2 separate regions of the Gossypium hirsutum genome follow, and region 1 is linked to region 2. The links are chromatin contacts, called in public Hi-C maps. All regions are on one chromosome and are shown on one strand. Each heading gives the region's core, a stretch centred on a gene start, on an enhancer-like site or on the middle of the called end of the contact. The rest is flanking DNA. Distances are from core to core; before and after follow the strand shown. Region 1 holds the start of LOC107893969 (signal recognition particle subunit SRP72). Region 2 has its middle 13 kb from the start of LOC107893970.

Region 1 (4,780 bases), core at 1,466-3,965, 33 kb before region 2:
GGCTAAACCTTATTCTGGATAGGCATTTCTAGAAAATCCTAATCCAAACCGATAGTATTGAAGCTATTAATATTATCTTGGAAGATTCTTCAAGGAGTTCTAACTCTTCCTTAGTTAGGAAAATTCATCTTATTGTGAGGAAGATAGAGCAGTGGAAAATTCAGTATATTCTTAGAGAAGAAAACTTAATTGCTGATTGTCTTGCTAAGTCTGTTCATACTAGGAGACTAGGCTTAAGATTGTTTGAAAATCCTCCTCTAGGGGTCTAAGTTTTTACTTGTATTTTTTATCACAAAAAAAATATATCGTCCGTGTAGCTGCAATCTTGGGTTTAATCCTCAATGGAGACATTTTCAAAAATTATCTCTTAGTTGAAAGAACAAAGAAACTATGTAACATATAAACAACTTTAAAGCTGTTTAGACATAAGTTTATCAATTGTTTGCGGGATAAATTGAAGCCTTTAAAGCTGATGAAGGTGCCATGGCTGAAGGGGGAAGGTTGTTGAAATTTTTGAAGTTTTTTTTTTATTGTGAAATCAGTATGTAGAGGTGCCGACTCCAACCTCCAGACTATAGGGATGCCAAAGTCAACTATGTCGTTAAATAATTGTCCTACTCAGTTATTTTGCTAAACTTTAAAAAAAAAATCTATTCGTTTGATTTTTGAAACAATTCTTTATAAATATATTTATTATATAAAAAATTTTAACTCCTAGTGTGTCATAATCTAGTTAAAATAAAACAAATTATTTTAAAATGTGAGTGAAAATTATTTTAAATAGAAAAATATATGTGATTAAGAATTTAGGTGCTGAAAAATTAAATATAAAAAATTAATAATTTAATTTAAGTTATAAAATATGCTTGATATATTACGCAAAATTGGATTTGAAGAGTGTTAGTTTCAGAAAATCTCTAGATCTAGTAACGGAGTTGTACTTGCAAGAGCAGCAGTAGAGAGTCTAAATAATACTGATTTGGAGAATTGATTATCGAGAAAGGTGCTACTGGCACTGGAGGAAGACGAGGAACTTGGCAATGCTTGGAAGAGAAGAAAGGCATGGGTAACAGACGAGGAAATGAGACAACAGGGAGTAATCGAAGGAAATATTGCTAAAAGAGTAGTTGTTGCAGGGGTATTGTAAGAAACAGAATATCTAAAAAGACATAGGAGAAGAACTAGAATAGGATACTAATAAAGGAAGAGGTAATCAATGAGAGAGTCTTGGGAACTGATAGTGTGTAATCAAGTATCTAGATAATGGTAGAGGCCAACTCAGGTAAAATATTGGGCATTAGAGGTAACAAAATGAGGCCTGGTGGGTTTAAGTGGTTTTTAATTATTAGGCTAGGTTAGGAATGATTTTTCTTAGGAGTAATGGACCTGTTTTTGTAGGCTTAGTTTATTTCTTTTCTTCGTACAAAACTTCTGGCCGAGGCCCAATTTTTAATACAAAGTCTTAAATTTTATTAAAAAAATTAGTACAAAATTTAATTAGACTTTTTGATAAATAATATTTTTAAAAATTTTAAAAATAAAATATTTAAAGGATAATGTTAAGCAAATAAAAAAAATTGAAAAATTTTTATATTAAGTGATAAGTAATTCATTATCTATTTATTATTTCCAACCCTTTTTTATTAAAAAAATCCATTATTTGTATTTTAGTTTGGATTATCAAACATGCTTAAAAAGTTAAATTGAGGGTTTACATATGTAGGTGGTGTGGTTTTAAATCTTGTTATATTAATTGTTTTATTAGATTTATTAAAAATATAAAAATATATGTATATTATATAGTTTATTTAAAATATAAAAAAATATTTTTAATAATTTTTATATGAGTTAATGTTGAATTCACTCCAGATAGAAATTCAATCGAAAATTAAAAAGCAGTAGAGAAGAGCATTCGATCAAATCAAGTGGAAAATTTTCAATTTAATCGAGTTGACAAGTCCTATTTTATCATACTAACTCAATTTGAATTTTTTTCGAATTGAGTCAAGTGAAATGAAATTTAAGTCGAATTGAATAGAGTGAAATTTTTCGAGTTAAATTAAAAAATTAAACATATCAAATTAAAATCTTTGTTATAATATAATTAATTTAATGTTAGAACACATAAATTTAAAACCATATATATTTGAAAACTTTTTCAAAGCAAAATAATAAAAAATACTTTAGCATGATAAAATTAAATCATTAATTAACTTATTTAGGTCCCAAAATTATTGCTCTAGAAAATTTGTAATTTTTTAAATTTTTTATATATTTTTTAGATTTTTTTGAATTTTTTTATTTTTTTTAAAAATATATTTTTTGAATTTTTATAAACATTTTAAAATTTTGAAAATTATTTTTTATTTTTTTAGATAGAAACCAATTTGTTTATTTTCAAACTTGATAATGACCAAAAGTGTATTTATATCAATTTATTATTCGAATTATTCGAACTATTTGAATTATTTGAGTTATTCAAATCGTAAAATTCAACTTGATTTGAACTCAAAACTTAAATTACTTATTCGAGTTTACTCAAATAATTCAAATAACTTAATTCAATTAACTCGAAATTTAAATTATTTTTTTCGAATTAAAACGAGTTTTGTTCACTAGATCGATTGAGACAAATGGTTGATTCAGGCCCATGATTGCAACAGGCTTTTACTGTTTTTTTTTTCAAAGTCTGAGGCCCATTTGAAAGCGGCCATTCTAGAGAAACAAGAGAAAACCGAAGGAGGGAAAAAAAAAAAAGAAACCCTCAAAATCCCATTTCATCTGTTTGGGAAGCGAGAAAAAAAGAGAGAGAAGACAATCTGATTTATTCGTTGGAGGAAATCCATGGCGCCGAAGCCTAAAGAGAAGCTAAAAGCGGCTGCATCGCCGTCGCAGCCTCCTCCACCTATCGAAGATCTTTTCACTTCACTCGATAGACACATCCAACGATCCGAATTCATACAAGCCGTCAAAGTTGCAAATCAAGGTGCATTTCATTCGTACATTCTATCTTTCTATTTTCATAATCAATGAAATCTAATGGAATTTTAATTATTTTTACTGAATTTTGAATTTACGCAGTTCTATCGGTTGCGCCGGGAGATGAAGACGCCATTCGATGCAAAGTTGTGGCGTTGATAAAGGCCGATAAAATCGAGGAGGCTCTCTCAGCAATTCAATCTTCTCAGAAGGTTTCTTTTGATTTCAGTTTCTACAAGGTTGGTTATTTCCCGCATTCTCTTTTTACCGTGTTCTTTGTTTTCTTATCTGATCTTTGTTTCAATTTTATTCGATTACTGAATATTATTGAACAAAAAAAACTTAAGTTTAAATATTTGTAATAGAAAGAAAATTCAGGAATTGGCTTTTCTATGTGGAATTCTTACGTGTCAATCTGTGTCCATTTTAGTTATTTGCACTTTTTTTTTAAAATCATAATTAGAATTCTCGATAATTAGCAAAAACAGTAATTGTATTTTCTTTGATTTATATATCATTTAGTAGGTTTTGGAAGTTTGCTAGTAATCGTGATTCAGAGTTTTAGTTCTTGATTTATGGATTGATTTATGGGTCTCTCTTCGCTCATTTTTTTCTATATAGTGGTTCACATATTTGTATGGATATGTTGACTTGACCTGCTTATTCATGTTTCCCTCTTATGTTGTCGGTGTACATCAGTTCTTTTTAAGCATCCGTGCCTGATACATTTCATGGTCATAGGCATATGGCCCTTCAAAAAACCTCTGAATACATGAAGAAATTGTAAAAAAATTAATTATGCCTATGCTGGACACATCCTGTACCCGACGCACAACTGAATCTGAGTAACATGGTTTCACTATGCACTTCATGTTTGCTTTCTTGATTTTTAATTTATTTGGGCGATAATAGATCTCTGCATTTTGGTTGCATTGATGTTCCAAAACTAATTACTATTTGTAACTTTTTATTAATATATATTTCTTGCTATCTCTAAATAGGCATATTGCCTATACCGACAAAACAAGTTGGATGAAGCTTTGGAGGTTTTGGAGAAACAAGATAAGACTCAACCAAGCATGTTGCTAGAATCTCAGATTCTATATCGTCTAGGAAAAATGGACGCATGTGTTGATATCTGTAGGAATCTCCAAAAAGTGAAGATTGATTCCTTGGAAATTAATTTGGTTGCTGGTTTGATATCAGCCGGGAGAGCTTCAGAAGTGCAAGGAACTTTGGATGCCATTAAGACTACGGCCACTAGCAGTTTTGAGTTGGCCTATAACATTGCTTGTTCTCTAATTGAAGGAAATAAGCTTAAGAATGCTGAAAAACTCTTGCTCACTGCCCGAAGGTACTGCTTATTTTTTTTTCTTTTGATGTATTTATCATAAGAAATATTTTCTTGTTACACGATAATATTGGGGTATCAATGTCTAGTGTTATAATTAGATCCGCAGGTTGTGTTTTGGGCTAGTCTTATTTCAACAATATATTTAGACTTTATAGAATGTAAGAAAGGTATCGATTCTATCGAACTTATTTTGGTGGGCCTTCTTTATCTTGAAATTTTCCATTTTAACAATTGCTTAATATGCTAACTGTCTATTTATTTTTGAACAATTTCACCACCTTTTTTTTTTTTTTTTTTGGTTCTCAATTGTAGTTAGGAAATACATAGTTGAGTGACCTTTCCATTTGCAAACATTTGATCTATTATATGAAAAAGTTACAGTATAAAAAAAAGGCTCTTGTCATTAAGCCTTCAAAATAATATTTTAATTCTTGATCATTCTATTGT
Region 2 (4,942 bases), core at 1,659-4,158:
TGTAACCTTTTCCCCTTTTTTTTTTCAAATTCATCGAATGGTTCTGTTGTAGGAACAGTAAAGCTGGAATCCCCTAGTTCAAACAAAATTCAAGTGGAACACGTGGTGCATTTTAATCCCACCTTTGAGGAAAATTCTTTTTTCGATGTGGGGGTGAAGGAAGGCTCATTGGATGCCAAAAAATCACTTAAGCGTTAGTATTAAAAAAGAACACCCTTTCTGAACTAGTCGCAATGAGGTCAGGGGCAGTGTTATTTTGACTGGAAATCAATTATCCAAAGAGGTTAATAAGGGACATTGAACTAAAGTGTCAGGTTCAAAAGGAGATCGGAAATTAGACAAAACTTTAAAGGGGACGGGTAATCGCTTCAAGAATTCTAAAAATTCTCAAATTTTTTTAGCTGATTCTATGAAGTGGGCAGCGGAACTTATCGTGCTAGAACTTGATGGGCAATCTGCTAAAGATTTACTGATGGAAGAAGGAGAGCGGGTGGAGAATTCTTCTACCGGCCGCTAATAAGATAAGCTTTCTTTTCTTTTTATTTTAATTACTATTATGAATTTGTTTTTTTTCTCTTGAAATGTGTAGGGGCGTGCAATTGATAAATTTTTGCGAGCTTTTCGTGAATATAATAATCAGTAAAAGCTAGATATAATCAGTCTTCTTGAACTAAGAGTCAGTGGGGCTAAAGCTGATGTAATCATCACTAAATTGGAATGGGATAAATCTATTGAGTGGAAGCAATTGGGTTTTCTGGTGTTATTTGGATAGGCTGGAATAATTCGATTGATTTAGAGGTGGTTGGTAACTATCCTCAATTTATTCTAGTTCGTATTCACTACAATCTTCATCCACATTCGGTCTTCATTGCTTTTGTCTATGAGAGCCTTGATAAACAAAAAAGGAAAATCTTGTGGAAAGATTTAAGTCTTTCTATCCCACTTGGGCATTACCCTTGGATGGCCATTAGCAATTTTAACGCCATCCTCTCTTCGGAAGACAAAAAAGGTGGTCATGTTAAAGGGTGCAAATATTAGTTCTTTGGTGAGTTTATGGATAAATCTCAACTACATGATCTAGGTTTTCAGGGTCCTCCTTTTACGTAGCATCGAGGTAATCTTTTTGAAAGACTGGATAGGGTAGTAGGAAATAAAGCTTGGATGGAGTATTTCCCAAATTGTTTGGGTACTCATCTCCTAAAAATTAAATTAGATCATAGATCATTTTTTCTGAATTTCTGTTCTGCTTTTAATTCCCCGTCCACTATGACTATTTCCCGTATTAACATTATTTCTTGATTGCCTCCTTCTCGCATCCGTATTACTCGACCGTGTGTTTTGAGCTTTCTTTTTATCAGACCTTTTAGGACAATCTCGAAGAAAATGATCACATGAACCGTATTTAAAGCACGATCCATTTCTCAATCTGCACTCTCCGAAATGCCTTCTATTGCATTGTTGACACTCAGGCTTACTATTACAAACACTCCACACACTCGCTATAGAAGTAGCTTAGGGTCTTGAACTTATTTGCTATTTCCATTATCCCTTCTTGAAAATCCAGATGGAGCTGATTTACGACCATGAAATTCTTTCAATTTCTTTGATCAAGATTAAAATGATTTTCCTATCGGCCGTTTACCCGTGTCACGAACCTCAGAATCTGCTTTTCTTTTAGCCTTATTAAGTTCTTCAGCCTTATGCGCTCGATCCTCTAAAACCACAAATTCGTTTAATTCCAGTATCCCCACCAATAATTTTATGTCTTCATTTAAACCATCTTCAAACCGAGTACACATAACAATTTTCATTGGTATACATTCCCGAGTTGCACAAATTCTCTTTCATATTCTGCTACAGAATTACAACCTTGCTTCAGTTTTAAAAACTATTTCCTTTTTTATCAATATACCTATGATTGATGTATTTCTTTTTAAATTAGGTTTGAAAGAAATCCTAATTCACATGATCTTTTGGTACCATCGCTATTAAAGTATTCCATCGTTGATACGTTAAGTCCTTTAGCAACAATATCACACATTTCAAACTATCAGCAGTAGAACATGGCAGTTCATCAAAAACTCTAATAATATTTTCTAACCAAAACTCAGTTCTTTTGGATCATCTTCTACGGGACCACGAAACTCTTCTGCCCTATATTTACGAATTTTGTCAACTGGAGGTCTATTCACACATACTTATTCCAAACCTTGAGGAATAAATGGGGACTGGCTGGGGTACGGGAGGGGGTGGAGGTTGTTGAGCCATTGGGTTTAGATCAAACTCAGAAAACCATTTAGACATCATCTGGAAGAAGACTTCTTTCTCTTCACTTCCCCAGCCCTCAGATACGGGCCCACTACTAGATGCTTCTTGAACGGAGGCTTGCACATTACTTTCGACCTAATCGGAATCAGCTCGGTTGGATGACATCTTTTAACATAATTAATTTAAGTTAGAAGATATCACAGTATCACATGTTATAAAATGGCATGTATTCTATACTCTATACCAGCTACGTTTAGCCTGAGAACCGACTAAATCGTAGCTCTGACACCACTAAGTGTAACAGCCCTAACTTGTCCCCGTCGTTGAATTAAGGTTACAAAATGTTACTGTACAAAATAGAACATTTAAATTCAAACTAAAACTAATAATTAAACTTAATTATAAATTTAAATCATAGCAACATACACATTTGGGCCTTAAATCAAGCTATCGGGGCCTTAAAAATGATTAAAAAGTAATTGGGGATTGATTTAAATAAATTAGAGAATTTTGAGAAAAACATGAAAATTTGTGAAAATAGGGGTCACACGGTCATGTGACTTAGCTTAGACCGTGTGACTCCAAACATGGTTGTGTGGCTAACCACACACTTGTGTGACTACTCCACACGCCCATGTGTGCAAATAGTGTAACTATCTATAACTGTGTGGCTCAGGGTCACATGGCTGTGCCGCTAAGCTGTGTAACTCTATGTGCCTGTGTGAACCAACTTGCACCTAAAATTTTTAAGACACGTGTTCATGTGTGGCAACCTCCAAAAGATCGAATATGAAACTTACATATATATATAGTCTGTTTCTTGTGTGGACAATATGAGCACAACAAGGAAAATTGTACCACTCATCTCACAAGGCTGATGAATGAGGTATAGTCAACAATTCAAGAATATCCAAATTCTACGACAATCGGAGGTAGGGATTATGGCCCTTTGGATGCTGGTGGAGTGGCAGACCAGGCCTTTCACTCCGGAAGGAAATAAAAAAGAAAACAGTATTTTTAATAAGAAAATAACGGGATCTTGATTTCAATTCCTTGCAGGATTAGAGGCGAATTCAATGGATGAAAATGTGAATAAGGAAATACAACAGGAATTGAAGAGGAATGGGAAAGCCATTTTGACCGATTATCAAAGAAAGTCTCCAATGGGCAAAAATCCAGCTACTGTTATGATTAGAAAGGAAATTTTAGGCCAGCAAGTAAGGAATCACACTAAGGGCCAAACTCAGAAGTCTAAGCCCATTAATTCTATGAAGGGCCAGACCACTGTTGGGTTTAATGATGGTTTGAAACAACAGGCTTTTTCAGTTGAAAAGTAGGAGGCCACTAGCAGCTATGATGATGGTTACACTAAGAACTTCACCTCTTGACATCTTTAGGAGCAAATGCCCAAGGCCTTCAGGAGACCTTCGTAGGCCTTAGGCTAGTGTTGACGTAACAAAATTTTTAAAACTAGGTACCTCTGTAACTTTTTCTCCTTTTTTTTTCAAATTCATCGAATGGTTTTGCTGTAGGAATAGTGAAGCTAGACTCCCCTAATTCAAACGAAATTCAAGTGGAACACATGGTACATTTTAATATCACATTTGAGGAGAATTCTTTTTTCGATGTAGGGGGTGGAAGAAAACGTATTGGATGCCAAAAAATCACTCAGCGGTAGTGTTAAAAAAGAACACCCTTTCTGAACTAGCCGGCAAGGAGGTCGGGGCAGTGTTATTTTGACTGGAAATCAATTATCCAAATAGGTTAATAAGGGACATAGAGCTAAAGTGTCAGGGTCAAAAGGAGGTTGGAAATTAAACAAAACTTTAAAGGGGTTGGGAAATCACTTTAAGAATTTTGAAAATTCTCAGGTTTTTTTCGTTGATTCTATGAAGAGGCTTCGGAACTTATAGCACTAGAACTTGACGGGAAATCTGCTAAAGATTTGTTGATGGAAAAGCAAGAACGGGTGGAGAATTCTTCTACTGGTCACCAATAAGATAAGTTTTCATTTCTTTTTATTTTAATTATTAGTATGAATTTGTCAGTTTTATCCTAGAATGTGTAGGGGTGTGCGACTGATACATTTTTGTGAGCTTTTCGTTAATATAATAATCAGTGTAAGTCAGATATAATCTATCTTCTTAAACCAAGAGTTGCTAAAGCTGATGTAATCATCACTAAATTGAGATGGGATAAATCTTATCGAGTGGAAATAATTGAGTTTTCTGGTGGTATCTAGATAGGCTAGAATAATTCGATTGATTTAGAGGTGGTTGGTAACCATTCTCAATTTATTCTGGTTGTTATTCACTCCAATTTTCATCCACATTTGTTATTCATTACTTTTGTCTATAAGAGTCCTGACAGAAAGAAAAGGAAAATCTTGTGGAAAGATTTAAGTCTTTCTATCTCGCTTGGGCAGTACCTTTGGATGGCCATTGGCGATTTGAACGCCATCCTCTTTTTGGAAGACAAAAAGGTTAGTCGTGTTAAAGGGTGTAAATATCAATTCTTTGGTGAGTTTATGGATAAAGCTCAACTGCATGATCTGGGTTTTCAGGGTCCTCCTTTTACGTGGCATCGAGGTAATCTTTTTGAAAAATTGGATAGGGTAGTGGGAAATGAAGCTTGGATAGAGTATTTCCCAAATTGTTTGGTTACTCATCTCCCA

What was found. Hi-C and Micro-C count contacts between places; a contact is called where the count stands out from the background.
Region 1: a contact with region 2 is called in a Hi-C map of leaf, with 1.8 times the contacts expected there. The contact joins the promoter of LOC107893969 here to the enhancer-like site in region 2. A contact is called at or near these places in 5 of 34 Hi-C or Micro-C datasets (hypocotyl, leaf and petal).

Annotation. Positions count from the first base shown.
Region 1 is chrA05:49,963,063-49,967,842 of Gossypium_hirsutum_v2.1, reverse strand. LOC107893969 (signal recognition particle subunit SRP72) reads left to right here and starts at 2,715. Exons shown (of 6, transcript XM_016819130.2): 1 at 2,715-2,986; 2 at 3,082-3,218; 3 at 3,981-4,333. The coding sequence starts at 2,845.
Region 2 is chrA05:49,929,652-49,934,593 of Gossypium_hirsutum_v2.1, reverse strand. No RefSeq gene overlaps it. Among protein-coding and RNA genes, the nearest start is that of LOC107893970, 13 kb to the right of the region's middle. Within about 2 kb of position 2,908, at least 2 of the 9 cell types and tissues checked have an H3K27ac peak or open chromatin away from gene starts, as enhancers often do. A contact at or near this core is called in leaf, where this site is marked.